Linked DNA regions of Mus musculus: regions 1 and 3 are each linked to region 2. Evidence: chromatin contacts called from public Hi-C and HiChIP or PLAC-seq data. All regions are on one chromosome and are shown on one strand. The core of a region is the stretch at or near the end of the contact, and the rest is flanking DNA. Distances in the headings are between cores, read along the strand shown.

Evidence for each region. A called contact is a pair of places that touch in the nucleus more often than the background predicts. HiChIP or PLAC-seq counts read pairs in DNA pulled down with a chosen protein or histone mark.
Region 1: a contact with region 2 is called in a Hi-C map of cerebellum, with 1.9 times the contacts expected there. The contact joins the enhancer-like site here to the promoter of Klhl29 in region 2. A contact is called at or near these places in 1 of 39 promoter capture datasets (hippocampal neurons), 2 of 484 Hi-C or Micro-C datasets (cerebellar granule neurons and cerebellum), 8 of 115 datasets of contacts at active chromatin or transcription factors (SST interneurons, VIP interneurons, embryonic forebrain and 5 more) and 1 of 9 other capture datasets (embryonic stem cells).
Region 3: an H3K4me3 HiChIP or PLAC-seq map of embryonic forebrain shows a contact between it and region 2, with 5 times the contacts expected there. The contact joins the enhancer-like site here to the promoter of Klhl29 in region 2. A contact is called at or near these places in 1 of 39 promoter capture datasets (hippocampal neurons), 1 of 484 Hi-C or Micro-C datasets (ventral hippocampal neurons) and 10 of 115 datasets of contacts at active chromatin or transcription factors (SST interneurons, astrocytes, embryonic basal ganglia and 7 more).

What each region holds. Positions count from the first base shown.
Region 1 is chr12:5,980,637-5,985,141 of GRCm38.p6, forward strand. It overlaps Gm9548 (a long non-coding RNA gene), which reads left to right. Exons shown (of 4, transcript XR_872462.2): 4 at 3,731-4,505. Among named protein-coding and RNA genes, the nearest start is that of Gm32576, 55 kb to the right of the region's middle. Within about 2 kb of position 1,730, at least 2 of the 459 cell types and tissues checked have an H3K27ac peak or open chromatin away from gene starts, as enhancers often do. A contact at or near this core is called in cerebellum, where this site is marked.
Region 2 is chr12:5,373,145-5,377,893 of GRCm38.p6, forward strand. Klhl29 (kelch-like 29) reads right to left here and starts at 2,538. Exons shown (of 14, transcript NM_001164493.1): 1 at 1,958-2,538. It overlaps 2810032G03Rik (RIKEN cDNA 2810032G03 gene), which reads left to right and starts at 2,576. Exons shown (of 2, transcript NR_015579.2): 1 at 2,576-3,384.
Region 3 is chr12:6,045,206-6,049,696 of GRCm38.p6, forward strand. Gm32576 (a long non-coding RNA gene) reads left to right here. Exons shown (of 6, transcript XR_872465.3): 3 at 1-168; 4 at 793-921; 5 at 1,410-1,539. Among named protein-coding and RNA genes, the nearest start is that of Gm32576, 9.6 kb to the left of the region's middle. Within about 2 kb of position 1,521, at least 18 of the 459 cell types and tissues checked have an H3K27ac peak or open chromatin away from gene starts, as enhancers often do. A contact at or near this core is called in embryonic forebrain and ventral hippocampal neurons, where this site is marked.

The DNA of each region.
Region 1 (4,505 bases), core at 480-2,979, 610 kb after region 2:
TCATTGCAGTTTATTATTTCCTTCCCCCCTGCTTTTTGTTCTTCTTTTGATCCATCTTGCTGGTCCCCTGCATACCTCTCAGGAAGTTCCTGCTTTACTTTCATGTTACATGCACTCCTTTATCCTGTCTACTCCCCATTTTCTGCTTAATATCCCACTCTCCTCTCTATGCCCCTCTTTGTGTTTTCATGCATAAATGCACACACACACACACACACACACACACACACACACACACACACACACAAATACATTTAAACAGAGATTCCATACATGTAAGAAAATATATTACACTTTTTTCTTTCTGAGTCCTGCTACTGTGGAAAACATACAGAAGTTCTTCAAGCTACAATTAAAACTACTATATTACACCTAGGTATATTTCCCAAAGACAATATTCTATAAGAAACTGGCATATTCGCATTTAATGCCAAAAGAGTCAGAATAGTTAAGAAATGGACCCAGCCTAAATAGCCAGCAGCAAAGATATGGATAAAGAAAATGTGGTACACATACATAGAAAAATTTTATTTAACTTCAAGTAAATTGAAGTCATGACATTTACAGGAAAATGGATAGAATGGGAGAGCATTATGTTAAACTAAATAAGCCAGACATTCCTGTGCTTTGCCCTGAATGCTTCTACATGAGATTGAAGTATATTTCTGATATGTGCTCTTACAGTAACCAGAGAGGTATGATTGATTGTCCCAAAGCTGACCTTTAAAAATCCAAGCAAGTATATGAAAGAAGTACTATTCTTTAGTTAATTAACAATATATTTTTAATAAAATGATTGAAAGATGCAAATGATATCTCTATGGTGTTATTTGTAGTGTAGTATGCTTTGCATACCCGTTTTAACTGAAAACAATGTAGATTATTAATTCTGTATGGAAATTTAAAATATCTTATGTTAATATTGTTGCTTTGATATTGACTGACAAAAATGGTGCCTTTCTTCAAACTATATAAAAAATTTCTAATTTCTTAGTTCATCTTCTGTTGCTGAAATAAAACAGAATGCTCACTATATAAAGAAAAGAAATGTATTTTTATAGTTGAAAGGCTGCAAGTTCAAGGGCATGGTGCTAGTATTTTCTATGCATCTGGCGAGGACTTTCATATTGTATCTCATGATAGTAAAAGGCATTCTATAGCAAGACAATAAAGGGTTGGGAAAAAGCGTATTATAATATAAACTCATTAAACCATGAGTAGTCTAACTTTTTAGTGAGAGCTCTGTCCTCTTGAGTGAACTAACAACCAAAGAGTCTACCTCTTGTTTATTCATTTCTATAGTGTGAATGTGTGGAACCTATCTAGACCATAGCAGCCAAGATTAAATGTGAATCTTTTTATATCATTTCCTAGTCTTGGTTCTTTCTACTTCCCCCCGTTGTTGTATTTATATGAAACTTTTCAGTTCCTTTAATCTATTCAAGACAGGAGAATTGGTTCACTGGCAAAGCTGGACTAGACAGTCATTAAAACAGGAATGAAGCTGAAGGAAGGTGGTCTCTCTGACCTAAGGCTAAAGGGGGTATAAAAATTAGAACAACACACGAAGCCAAGAGCAGAGTGGGGAGCCCATGGCCAGAGAACTAGTTCTAAGAGCTCAGAGCCAAGGAGAAAGAGCCAAAAATCAGAGAGGCCAGGGAACAGTAATAAGATTAATAGATAATATACAAGACAGAGCTAACCTGGGAAATGGCTTGGCAAACCATTGTTGTCAGAAGCTAGCTTTTATGTGCCAGCTGCTAGTGAGAAGATGATGCCAGCCTATTTAAAGGGCCAGGTACAGCACAAATAAGAGAAAAGGAAGAGACTGTGTAGACACAGGGGAGTATTGACTTTGTGCTGTCTTGAGGATCAAAGTTGATACTATAAATTAGCAAATGGAGGTGTAGATGAAATCCAGCTTCTCTACACACTAGATGCAAAATGATTCTAATTCACTGAGCCTTTCTCCCTCCTGAAGTCTGGGTACGTAATACCTGCTTCCGTCAATTTATACAGTTGGAGTCCTTATTGGAGATCCCAGAATACAAATTATTTCAAATTAGCAAATACTAGTCTGTTTCTCCTCAAACATACTTTTTGCAAAAACAACATTTTTCTGGTTTTCAGAATTTTTACCATCAATCATTTTACAGTTTATGAGAAAGGCATTTACTTGTAGGCCTACCATAAATAAAGTACTGGGCACTTTGCATAAGAAGTTTGTTGTTCATCACAGTGTTATTGGCAGGGCCATCTTCCTCTGAGGGCCTGAAGAAAGCATCTGTCTTACTTGTAGCTTCTAAAGTTTGCTGGAAATCTTCAGTACTCCCTAGCTTCTATTGCCTTTGTTTTGTTTTGTTTTTTGTTTTTTGTTTGTTTGTTTGTTTTTGTCTTTCCATGGAGTATACGCCCCTTGTTTTAAATTCCCTTTCTCTGAAAGGCACTGGTCATTATAGAATCATGGAACCAAGTTCTGATTATTTATATTCATGTCAAACCTGTGTCTAAGTTAGGTCTCATTCCAAGGTACTGAAGCATATGATATTTACACATGAACTCACAGGAGACTACAATCTATCTCTGATCAGAACTTACTAAAAGGAAGTCAGGAGAAGTGCAGGGTTCTATGGGGTGAAGTTCTATTCTCTGTGCCCTGTGAACATAGAGTTCTCTTTCACAAGCTATTCCTCAGTGACTACACTACACATGTATCTCACCCAGTTAGTTCCCAGCCCTTATTTAAGCACAAGTCTTTTTTCCTTGACTTTAAAAGCAGGGGATATATTGCTAGCATTCTGGTTGCCTTAGTAAAAATTAGTTACCAAAGCCAGATGGATGTTTGGTAGTAGTGAGTTGAAGACTTGGTATGGTGTGGAGCAGCATGATGTGGACCTTGCTTTCACCCTTGTGCCCAGTCTTTCCAACACTTTCTAAGTCTCTTTCCATCATACATTTAATATGAAGAACCTCAGGAAATCTCAGCCTTCTGTAGAACCTTTAGAATATGCCTTGTGGCAGTGGACCCTAAGGAGAATATTAGGAAGAGACACCGGGCCTTTGTCGTAGCACCTAGGCCACTTCCTATGATCAAAGCTACAGATGATAGGAAACAGCATTCTCTGGTAATGAAAAGAGACAATCTTATCTAAGATCCCATGATAGTCTTCAAAATCACAGCAATCATGCTGTCTGCAGCAACAGTAGACACAGCATAGATTCCTGAAGCTGTTAGTGCTTTGACACAGAAAATAAAGGGAAATACAAAAGAATCCATATGCATGTTCATTTGCATTTGCAAAAGCCAAGAAAAATATATGTCCATAATTCCATATAATATCTACATATTGTATGGAATATTGAGCTGATTACAAACGTATGCTTCTGTGACCTTTTTGAATAAATGACTGAGTTTTCTGGACCAGAGGCTAGAGATCATGCTTGCTCCTAAGGCAGCGAAACAGATGGTGCATTAATAATGGGGATATTAGGAAGATCAGCTTCCCAATTCCAGTGTATTCATTAATACACTTTAGACAGTTTAATTGCTTCCTGAAACACTAATTGAAAGAGGTTCATTTGCAAACGCCTAGGTTCTAATAATATAAATCTGGCGCAGTGCCACAAAAACCCCTTAAATACCATTATAAGATAAATTGTGGCATTTAACTAAAGACAGCTAGATTTTAAAAATAAAAGCAGCACAGTGAAATGTATAAATTTCTTTCAGACGGTGGAAAAGAAAACACAGTACAGGCGAATCCTTCTGGGCTTATGCAGAACTTGCCAACGTCACGCAAGCGAGCCCTGGGACGACGAACATCTGGCAAACCCTGACTTCAGCAGCACAGTACAGAATGCCCTCGTTTACATAAACTCATTTCCTCGAGGAATAGCTGCAGAATCTGCTATTTCAAGAGAATATGTGACTAAGTGTTGTTACACCTTTGAGTGAAGGACTTTCCCCCTTAGAATCAGGCTGCCTACTGACCTTCCTTAAGTCGGATTTCATGCCTTTATAGGCATATTGATTCTACATGCACTTCCCTGGTGTTTACTAAACAAAACTCTGAGCAGTTAGGATAAGAATACGTAAGGAGTTTGCTTCAATGTGAAAAACGAGCACAGATTGATCGTTGTAGCAATTCCCAGTTTCCTTTGGTGGAGTAATTTCTGACGTGAATGGCAGATGTTGATGGATTCCTGGTTGGCTGATGATGCTGTGAGTAAGTCAGGAGCTTGTTATGAGGAAGCAGTGGCCAGAAGTTCAAAATCTCCCACCCAATGATGCTGTCCTTTACTTAAAGCAGGAAGGCATGCTGTTTATCAATGGCCATGGAATTACATACATTCCAGGAACTAAGCTTGGGCTCATGCGCAAGACTGTTTTGGGAGTATGTAACATCCACTTACAAAATGAACTAGTGAGACTCATGCTGTGGAATAAGCTGAAATTAGTGGCTCTAATGCTTTCAAAGAAGATGGGTGGCATACAAATAGGAGGG
Region 2 (4,749 bases), core at 1,288-3,787:
ATGTGATAAACCCATTGCACTCCAGAACAATATATGGGAATATAGACACTGTGACTCACTGCTCCAAACGTGTAGGAACAGGCAGACTATCAAATACATGCATGACAAGGAACTCTTAAATTATTATGTCCTTCCTCATAAGCTTTCTCTAAGTGTCAGTATGAGCAATCTATACAATTGTTAAATACCACCCCCCCCCAGTGAAAAATAATTAGAAAGTTAGCTCTCCACCTCCCCCCACACCCTTAATTTAAATTTAAAAAGCCAGGAGTGAGGTAGGCTAATTAAATGTGCTATCACTCATCCTGAACGGAAAGAATTTCTCAAATCTGCCCTCCCCGGGCTGAGTTAGCAGTAAGACCACGGCAGGGGAGAAACTCTGTAGTGACTAGACAAATGGCTTTAAAGAGAATGAAATGAGGATAAATACAGCTGTAACCAGGACAGATCTGTCACTGCAAGAGGAGTCCAAATCCTAGCGTCGCTTAGCTGATGAGGGGCTGGAGCCTGCAGTGGTGGAGCATGAATGTCCCAGAACTGAGGAGTGGAAGTTTCTCGGCAGCCGCAGCCAGGCATCCTCCACGTCTAGTCCCTCCAGCGAAGAGGTCTCGCCTAATGCTACATAAACATCTGCGTTCACGATTTGCCCCAGGCGCGCCGCCTCGCAAACACCATAGGGAGAAACGATGTGCTTCGCAGAGCCGCGCATGTACCAGGACCGGATGCTTCTCACCCACCATCATCCCTGGGGACCCGCGGGAGATCGGTCAACTGACCGCTGCTGCCTTTCGGTTCCAGAGGCCAGCGATGAGAGAGAACGGGCTTCTCAGCAGGCGGACCCAGGCATCCAAGACTCGCGCTTTGCAGTCGCCGGCTCCTGGGAGAACAGCCGCAGGCAGGCAGTGCGTCTCCACCTTCCCCAGGCGACGCACACCGAACCTGCCCCGGGAGCAGCCTCGGAACGAAACTGGGCTGCGGGTTCCGAGATCTGGGCTGGAGCGAGCACGCCTCTCTCCCCTAGGGCCTGGGGCCGACACTGCCCAGCGAGGGCACCAGCGCGCGACCACAGATAACCCTCCTGCCTCCAGGCCACGAAGACCCGGACGTGAGCCCGCGGTCAGCCCGCATGGCCCGTGGCAGTCTGGGCGCGCGGCCACACTCCCACCTACGTGTCTCCGGTCTACTATCCCACACATAAACAACCCCTCTCCACTCGCCACCACCTCCCCGCCCTTCGCATCCCTGAAGCTGTCCTCCCACCTCCAACCCCCGCTGGAAACCACAAGGTGTCAAGGGAATGTAGGGGAGGTCACAACACGGTCTGTGTGGGTTCCATTCAGATGATATTCAAGCTCTTCCACCTCGAAAGTTACTTGGGATCCAGTGAAGAAACCCGGTCCCCAAATGCTGGGTCTAAGAACGCGAGTGGCAGAACCCGTCATCTAGCTTCCCTTGGCACACAGGCGCGCATCTCCCCAACCCGCAGGGCACACGGCCGCCCTGGGGACCAGCTTTCCAGTGCTTTCTGGGTCCCCCGGCACTGCTGGGGCCCTGGGCCGCGCAGGGGGAGGTGGCCAGGAGAGGGGCGCACACGGCTTGGCCCGGCCCAGCGCTACCCGACTCTGGTGTCGTATTTGCTTCTAGCACCTTCGACCACTGCGATAGTTCCCCTAGGCATTCCCTGCATAACACACCCGGGGGCAGGAAGTTTTTTTCCCCCTTTTTTCCATCCCCGGAGCAGCGCAGGCGCAAGGGCTTCTGCAGGCTTGCGAGCTCAGACGCGGGAGGCTCCAGCTCCAGCCGCCGCCACTGCCAGAGCCGAGCCCAGCGTTCCAGGCTCTGGGCCACACTCCCAAGTCCTGCCTGGCCCAGAAGCTACCAGGACCCTGGGAACCCTTACTCCCTCCCCTCTGCCCCGTTAGGCATCCCAAGAGCCCCAACCTGATCCGGCTCTTACCTGCGGCCGCGCCGCTCCAGCCCCGGCCCGACGCGCAGAGAGCCCAGGGTCGCGGATGGGTGCAGGAGGGTTGATGGATAGGGGACGGCGCCGGCGGGTAGCGGTAGCTGGGGCCGCTCGAGTCCTGGCCCGGAGAAACGGATCCAGGTCCACCTCCTCTCGTTCCTGCTCTCCGCCTTCTCCCCTTTTCCCTCCTCCTCCTCCTCCGCCGCCGCCTCCCGGCAGCCCAGGGAGGATGCCCGGGAGAGGGAAGTCAGTCTTTCTGCCTGTCAGCCTGCGCGGCTATGCGCGGTGCGGCGCGGCTCTCATCGAGGCGGCGGCAGCGGCGGCGGCTCCGGCAGCATCGCCCCCGCCCTCTCCCCGCAGCCGCGGCGGCCGCGGGGCTGGGGCTGGCTCCGGGCGCCGGGCTCCGGGCTCGGGCTCCGGGAGGGGGCTGAGCTTAGGCTCGCCAATGACCTGGGCTGCGGACGTGCGCTGGGTAGCCGGAGCCGGGGTTAGAGCTGCTGCTAGATCGGCGGTGGCAGGGACAGCGGCGACGGCGGCGGCGGCGCGGGGATTGGCGCGGCCGCGGCGCGGGGACCATGCTCCCTTCTGGCTCGCTCCTCTCCGGGTACCGTCTGCTTTAGCTGCGAGGGAGGCGGGCTTCGGCGCGCAGCCAGGGACGGGCGGAGCCAATCACAGACGCCCGAGTAGGCGGGGGCGGAGGGTGGGGGAGGCGGGGCGCCCCCGGCCCGGCTCAGCGCTTGGCTCCCGGGGCCCCAGGGATCCCCTGCAGCCGCGCGCCGGGCCCCAGGCTCAATGCCAGCGGGTGTGTCCGTGGTTGGTCCGCCACCCCCGCCCCCTGCAAAGATACCCGGCTCGCCCGGCTCCGTGGCCGCGCCGGTAGACTCACGACGCATGGCCGGGCTGCTGGGCCATGGCCTCCGGGTTCCGAGAGAGCCCGGGCTTCAAGGAAACGGACTGAAGGGAGCTTCCCTGCTGCTCTCAACACCTGAGGAAACTGGTGGAAAAGTTTGAGAAAGAAAAGTCCAATCGTCTTTCAGCTTCCGCCCTCCCTATGACACTCCAGCCTGGAGAAGGAGTAGGGAACGTCCATATCTCTGAAAGACCACCGCGAGCCATGCCAGTCCTGTCTTCTTGCATCTGCCCTGACTTCTGAGCATATGCGAACTTTCCTGTTTTCACAGACCTCCCTGGGTTGCTCAGATCACACAGGCCTGCTTTGACACTCCAGCTGCAGCCAACCCTCCCAAGATCCACACTGACCGAGTCTTCCTCTCTTCATGCTGTCTACGCAGACCCTAACTGGAACACTAAGAGGAAACTTTGGCTGGAGACCTGTGGCTACCGGTGTGGGTGTGAGCTTTTTCATCTCTCCAGCACACTTCTTTTCTGTGCCTGTCTTCCTTGGGTTGCTAACTCTGCAGGTCAGTTTTCTTATTCCCAGACCCACAGAACCCCTCACCTGTTTTGAGATTCAGAGGGAAAGCCTGTGGCTCAGTTCCCCTCCATCTTTCAGGCAAGTCTGAAGGTTAAAGTCTGAAGTTTATAGTCGGTGGGTTCCTTCTTCATTTCTCTTCACCCATACCTCCCCCACCCCATCCACACAAATACTGAGGCCTATTTCAAACTGGGGGCGGGGGTGGGTGGGTAATAGGGGAGGGACATAGCTGTTTTTTAAGGCTGATCTGGGCTGGCTGTCCTGGGAAGGCTTTACTAGGCTCCACTCATGTCTTTGCCAGGGAGGAGGGAGAACTTTTTTCTCTCAGGGGCCTCCTGTGATTGTCAGACCCACAGCTCTGCTGTTTTGGCTGTAAACTCAGTGCAGGGGTTGTGTATCCTTTAATATCTTGTAGGAAGCACAGTACAGTGTCATGGCTGATAAATAATAAATAATAATAATCTGCTGAGGGTAGCAGGAGAACTGTCAGTGAAGAGGGAAGAAGACAGCGGGGAGATGGGCCGTTGGTGTTAGAGTAACTGCATTTGGGGGGGGGGGAGAATCAGATGAAGTTTTAGTGTTCAAAAGCTTGAAAGGTGGGTTAGGGACGCACAGTGTTTGCATCCCAAAGGAATCTACCCCCAAGACAGGACAGCCAGGGCAGTGACATTAAGGCAGTGACAGAGGCTCCTCAGAGGGAGATAGGGTGGCAGTTTGGGGGAAAACAGCCCCCAGAGGTCCTCAAACTACACCTGAAGGTGAAATATAGGTGTGGTTTGAATACTAAGTTGGCAAGATGGTGAACGAGGTACCAGAAGAGAATAGAGAGCAGGGAAGCGAGGCAGGGATGGATTGGGGTTTAAAATAGACACCTAAGCAATATCTCAGGCAATTCGATGCAAAGAGAAGCAAAACGAAGCTACAGGCACGCCAGCTCCATGGGAAGCCATCCTCTGTGAGGATCTGTGTGTGCTCACCAGCGGTGAACAAGGAGTCCACCAGCTAGCTACATTCTGAACAGCTTCCTGTACGATCGTTGTAGGCAATATAGGACATGGCCAAGGTTTGAATAGGTTAAAACCTGGCAATTTGGCTATGTATAGCTTCTGACCAATTGTTTTGAATGATCCTCAAGTGAATGAAGGGGCAGTGAACTCCAGGAATCCTTTCTTGGCTTCCTTTACGTGAGGATAGAAAAATTCTCTCAGTTGACTTGCTAAGCATTGTTGGAGAAGAGAAGCAGACTGGAATCCCATCCCAGAGGAAGGCTTTTTTTTTTTTTTTTTTTTTTTTTTTTTTTTTTTTTTTTTTTTTATAGCAATAGGGTCAAAATGTCAGGGGGGAAGAGATG
Region 3 (4,491 bases), core at 271-2,770, 670 kb after region 2:
ACTGACAAACTGTTGACAACACTGTGGAATTATCTGCCAGTTGTTAGTACTTTTTGAAGACAGCATTTCAAGTAACCAGGAACAAAGCATGTGTGTTGAAACTATGCAGACAGGAGAGATTTTTGTACAACTTCCTTTAGAAAATCCTCAACCCAAATGTGGATTCAGGTAATACCAATGGACAAAGCTTAAAGTGTTGAACCAAAGAAATTAAGTAACATCTACTTCCTGAGGTCACTTGGGTTTTCCATAAGCTTTCTTAAGGACTAGGAAAAGTGAATTCTATCAGCTGTGGCTATGAGGACTCCTTTGATTGTTAGAGATTCAATGTTAGCTTTGGCCCACAGGATTTTGTGTCCTCCTAACCTAGCTGATGTTGGTAAAACTTTGTCATTTAGACTAACAGAAAAATAGCTCCTAAAAGTATAGATTACTTGTTTCATGATCTCATTATTCTAATATACCATGATAACAACCTGATTATAACACAACCATTTATTCTGACCCCAGATTCAAATTTAGAGTTAAGCAAATGGGAGCAGATAATTCTGCTCTCAAAATCCTACAAAACAAAAATGAAAACCAACCAAACAACCAAACAACAACAACAACAACAACAACAAAACCTTTGAAACATGGTTTCAAACCTTTATCAATGTGAGCTTTTCATTTGCTCCAAGAAGACTGGTTTTAGAAACAACTTCCCCTGCCTCTGCTGTATCCAAGAAAGTAGGCCTGATAGGGGAAGAAAGAGTTATGTGAATTATGTGCAAATGGCTCAACTCTTTTCAGAACCAATGTATGCACATGATCAGTATCTTCCACTGAAGACATGAGAGGACATGAGCAATATGGTGACAGTCTCAAGTCTCTGCCTCAGCAAATAATGTGGCATAGAAAAGGCCTTCCACTGGGAACCAGGTGAGCTGCTACAAAGTCTAAGATAAAATTTAGTGTGGTTATTTAACCCTCTTTCTGTTTCTGTCTCATGCGCACATTTGCATATCAAATAGAACAGTGTTTGCAAAAATACTTGAGGAATTAGGCAGAGTTGAGGCATAATGTGATTTATGTACTGACAGCACCACAAACAAATTTTCAGCAATCTGATCGGCATAAGGATGACAGAAAGATCTTTTTGTAGGGAGGAAAGAGAACTATGCAGACAAGCTTAATTGCACTTAATTGTACTAAGTGCTAAAAGGTTTTCCTGGGCCCAAGAATGGGTAAGTTATCAAATAGTGGAAAGAATTCCAGTAACAATTTTATTCTATAAATAATAATAATTAATTCAATTTGCAAATTGCTTAACTTTTCATGAGCCTTGATGGCTTATACTATAAGCATTGTATCTGAAAGCATGAGCTAAGTGAAATCCGTCCATTACTTTGCAACGATTTTCTCCACAGGAAAGATCTATAAGGAAGAGCTCTTATCTTTCATAGTACGAGTTGTGCTTGGACTCAGCTCTGCAATCAAGAAAACATGATGTTGCGTTCCCCGTGCATCGACAAGGAACAAGTCATCATGAGCTTTCCTGTAAGAAAAGTCTATATGTGCAGCAATAATAATAATACTGTAAGGGGGGAAAGATTGTGAAATGAAAGGACAGGGTTTCCTGTTTGTTATTTTTCAAAATAATGACTGTGGGTTCTTTCCCCACAGAAAAGATGCGATTTATTTTTTAATGATGAGCTGTTTCCCTGAGAAACAAAGTGGCATTCTGTCGACACCATATGGTGGTGGAAAAACAGATTCCACCGTGTTTCATTTGTTAGACTGTCTTCTGCATTTCTGTATCCATAATTTATGTGGGGGCCTCTCTGATTGCCAAAATATTCAAATGGATTTCTCTTAGCAGGGCAGCCTGCATGGGGGGAGAAAGGTTTTCAAAACAGCAGGACCTGAACAATCCCCTGCTGAGCGGAGAAGCACACACTTCCAAGCTTCTGTCCTTCTGGCTGCTTTCATTGTGATACTAATTTACATCCTTGGTTTAGGGACTGTGTTTGCATTCAGAAAAGGCAGCTTATGTTCTTTCAAGCTAATACAATCATACTAGAATTATAACCCACACCCTTAAAGTCATATTGCTCCTCCTGCCACGGGGTAAGCAGAGAACCTGGCCTTGAAGACATGGATATGTAACGACAACTGAATGATGCCATTTTGAACACATTGGTTCTGCAGCTGGTTTCCAAAAAAGACATCTGAAGTGGTTATAGATACATTAAAAATAGTTGTGAAAGACTTGCACTGCTGTCTAAGCATATGATTACCGTCTATGTATTCAGAGCCTGTTTGCAGTAGAAGTTCGAGTGGTTGTTTTCTGGTGCATAAATAGCAACATGTCAAATGCATGATACAGAATATGAAGAGGGGACTTGATGAGTGAGACTAATTGATGTTTTGGCAAAGTGAAATGTCTAAAAAGGAAAAGTTGCATGTTCGCTCCATCCCCAGATAACAAGAATCTAACACATACGTATTTTATTACAACTAATTGCTTTTATTCCTGAGAGACTCAGGTGTTCTTTGTGTAAGTTGAGATAGTACATGATCTATTGGGGAAATGAGAAATAATTTAATATGGAAAAAGAACACAGATATGGAAAATACAGTTCAATCATAAATGGGAAAGATGGCAATAATGTAAAAAATACAATTGGTAGGATTCTAATGGTTAAAATATCCAGGCTTACGTAATTGCTGCACTGTTGTCTGCTGTTTACAAGCATAAGTAGAGTATCAGATTATGAGGGAAATACTAAATATCTTGTGAACATTACTGGTTCCCATTTCTTCTGAACTGACATGGGTGGACAGCTAGTCCTCTTTAGGTTGACAAGGCATGAGCTGCAGCCAGATTGCCTTTTCCTTTGTTTTACTGGTCAGCGAGCAGAGTTTCAATGAGCACAAGATATTGATTGGTCTTTATGTCTTAAGTGTCCTAAAAGCCTGCTTTTCCAGAGAGAGCCTTCAGGTGCAGGTCTGGAAGACAGTGAAACTTCAGAGAAATCTCTTAGCAGGATTTCATGAAGACAGACTGTTAACTCAAGTTCAAGAAAGGTGAAAGAGAATCACACCCACTATTCTTCATTTAATATGTCAAATTCTTATTGGGGATAAGGATCAAAATTTCAGAGGTAGAGATTTTGCTTTAATATTCAAGACCCTTGCATGTGGACTAGGCTCTAACCCTGATTCTATATTTCTCCAGATTTAAAAATACTTCGATGGTGCAATGTTAAGATCTGATAAGCGGGACATTTCTAAATGACTCCATTCTCTCAGAAAAGCTTGTTGGGAGGGCAGGATCTAACTTGACTCTCAACCTATTGTTAGAACTCAAATCTCATACTTTTCCCTCATTTCAATTAAAAAGTTATACATTCAATTAGACTACATCTGTGAACCTGCTTTAGCAGTAATTAAGATGAACATTATGATATGGGTAATAAAAAGTAATAGTTTTCTTCAGTCTCTTGGGTTTTTTGAAATACATTTTCTCGATGGAAATCAAATTATTTCATTGCATAGAAGTGGTGCCTTTCTATTCAATAGGTGAAACGATCCATGGGCTGTTGCTGGTACAATCGCTAAGGCAGAATCATTAAGAATAAAGTTTAGTAAATAAAGTTATTGGGTGGCTGCTTTTCCACAAAAGGGTTGGATCAGTATTAAATTAGCAGGAAATAGACCTAGAGTTTTCTCTAACTAACCTATTCTCATTGTAAAAAGAAATGAAATGGCCTTATTCAAGGACATCCATTTGAAATCCATAAATATTTTATAAGGATGGAATAAATTGCTTATTTTCAAACAGGTGCTATTGCAAAAATTATTTTGATTTTTCTTTTGCCTCGGGGCCCTTGAACAAAATAACAATATATCATGTACATAGTACTTAGACATTAAGTTATGTCTGTGTTTCCCATAATTGGCTCAGGCACAGGGAGGCTCACACTTAGGGTTCCTTTGCTGCCTCCCCAGTGTCTTCCTATGAAGAAAAATCACACCTTCAATGGGACTTTCACCTCATTGCTCCTTCTGTAAATGTAAACTAAAATTGTACCATTTCCTCCAAGATAATGACAATAGATAGAAATGCATTCTACCAACTTATTTGATAGATAATTTCCATCTCCATCAGTACATTCAGATGTTCCCTGAATTTTGTGGATAGTTCTGCATTCAAACAACTGCAGAAATACTGTATTATGGAAAAACTGTTTTCTTATTTATCTGTGAGTTCAGCCCCATTTTTCTTTTTGACTGTAGGCTTTCTGTGAGTAACATGTGTCATTCAAGTCTGGGGTGCGATAAATCCATTTCTTCAAAGAAATGATGTGAGGAAATGTGATGTCTCTATCTCTTCACTTATGTCCTTCCTGTCCTATCTCTAGGAGACAAAGGAAACTCTGTTGGGCTTCCTTATCCTGCTTCGCTGTCCTCTTTAGGGCCAGTGGTCAACAGCAGCAAACTCAAGTC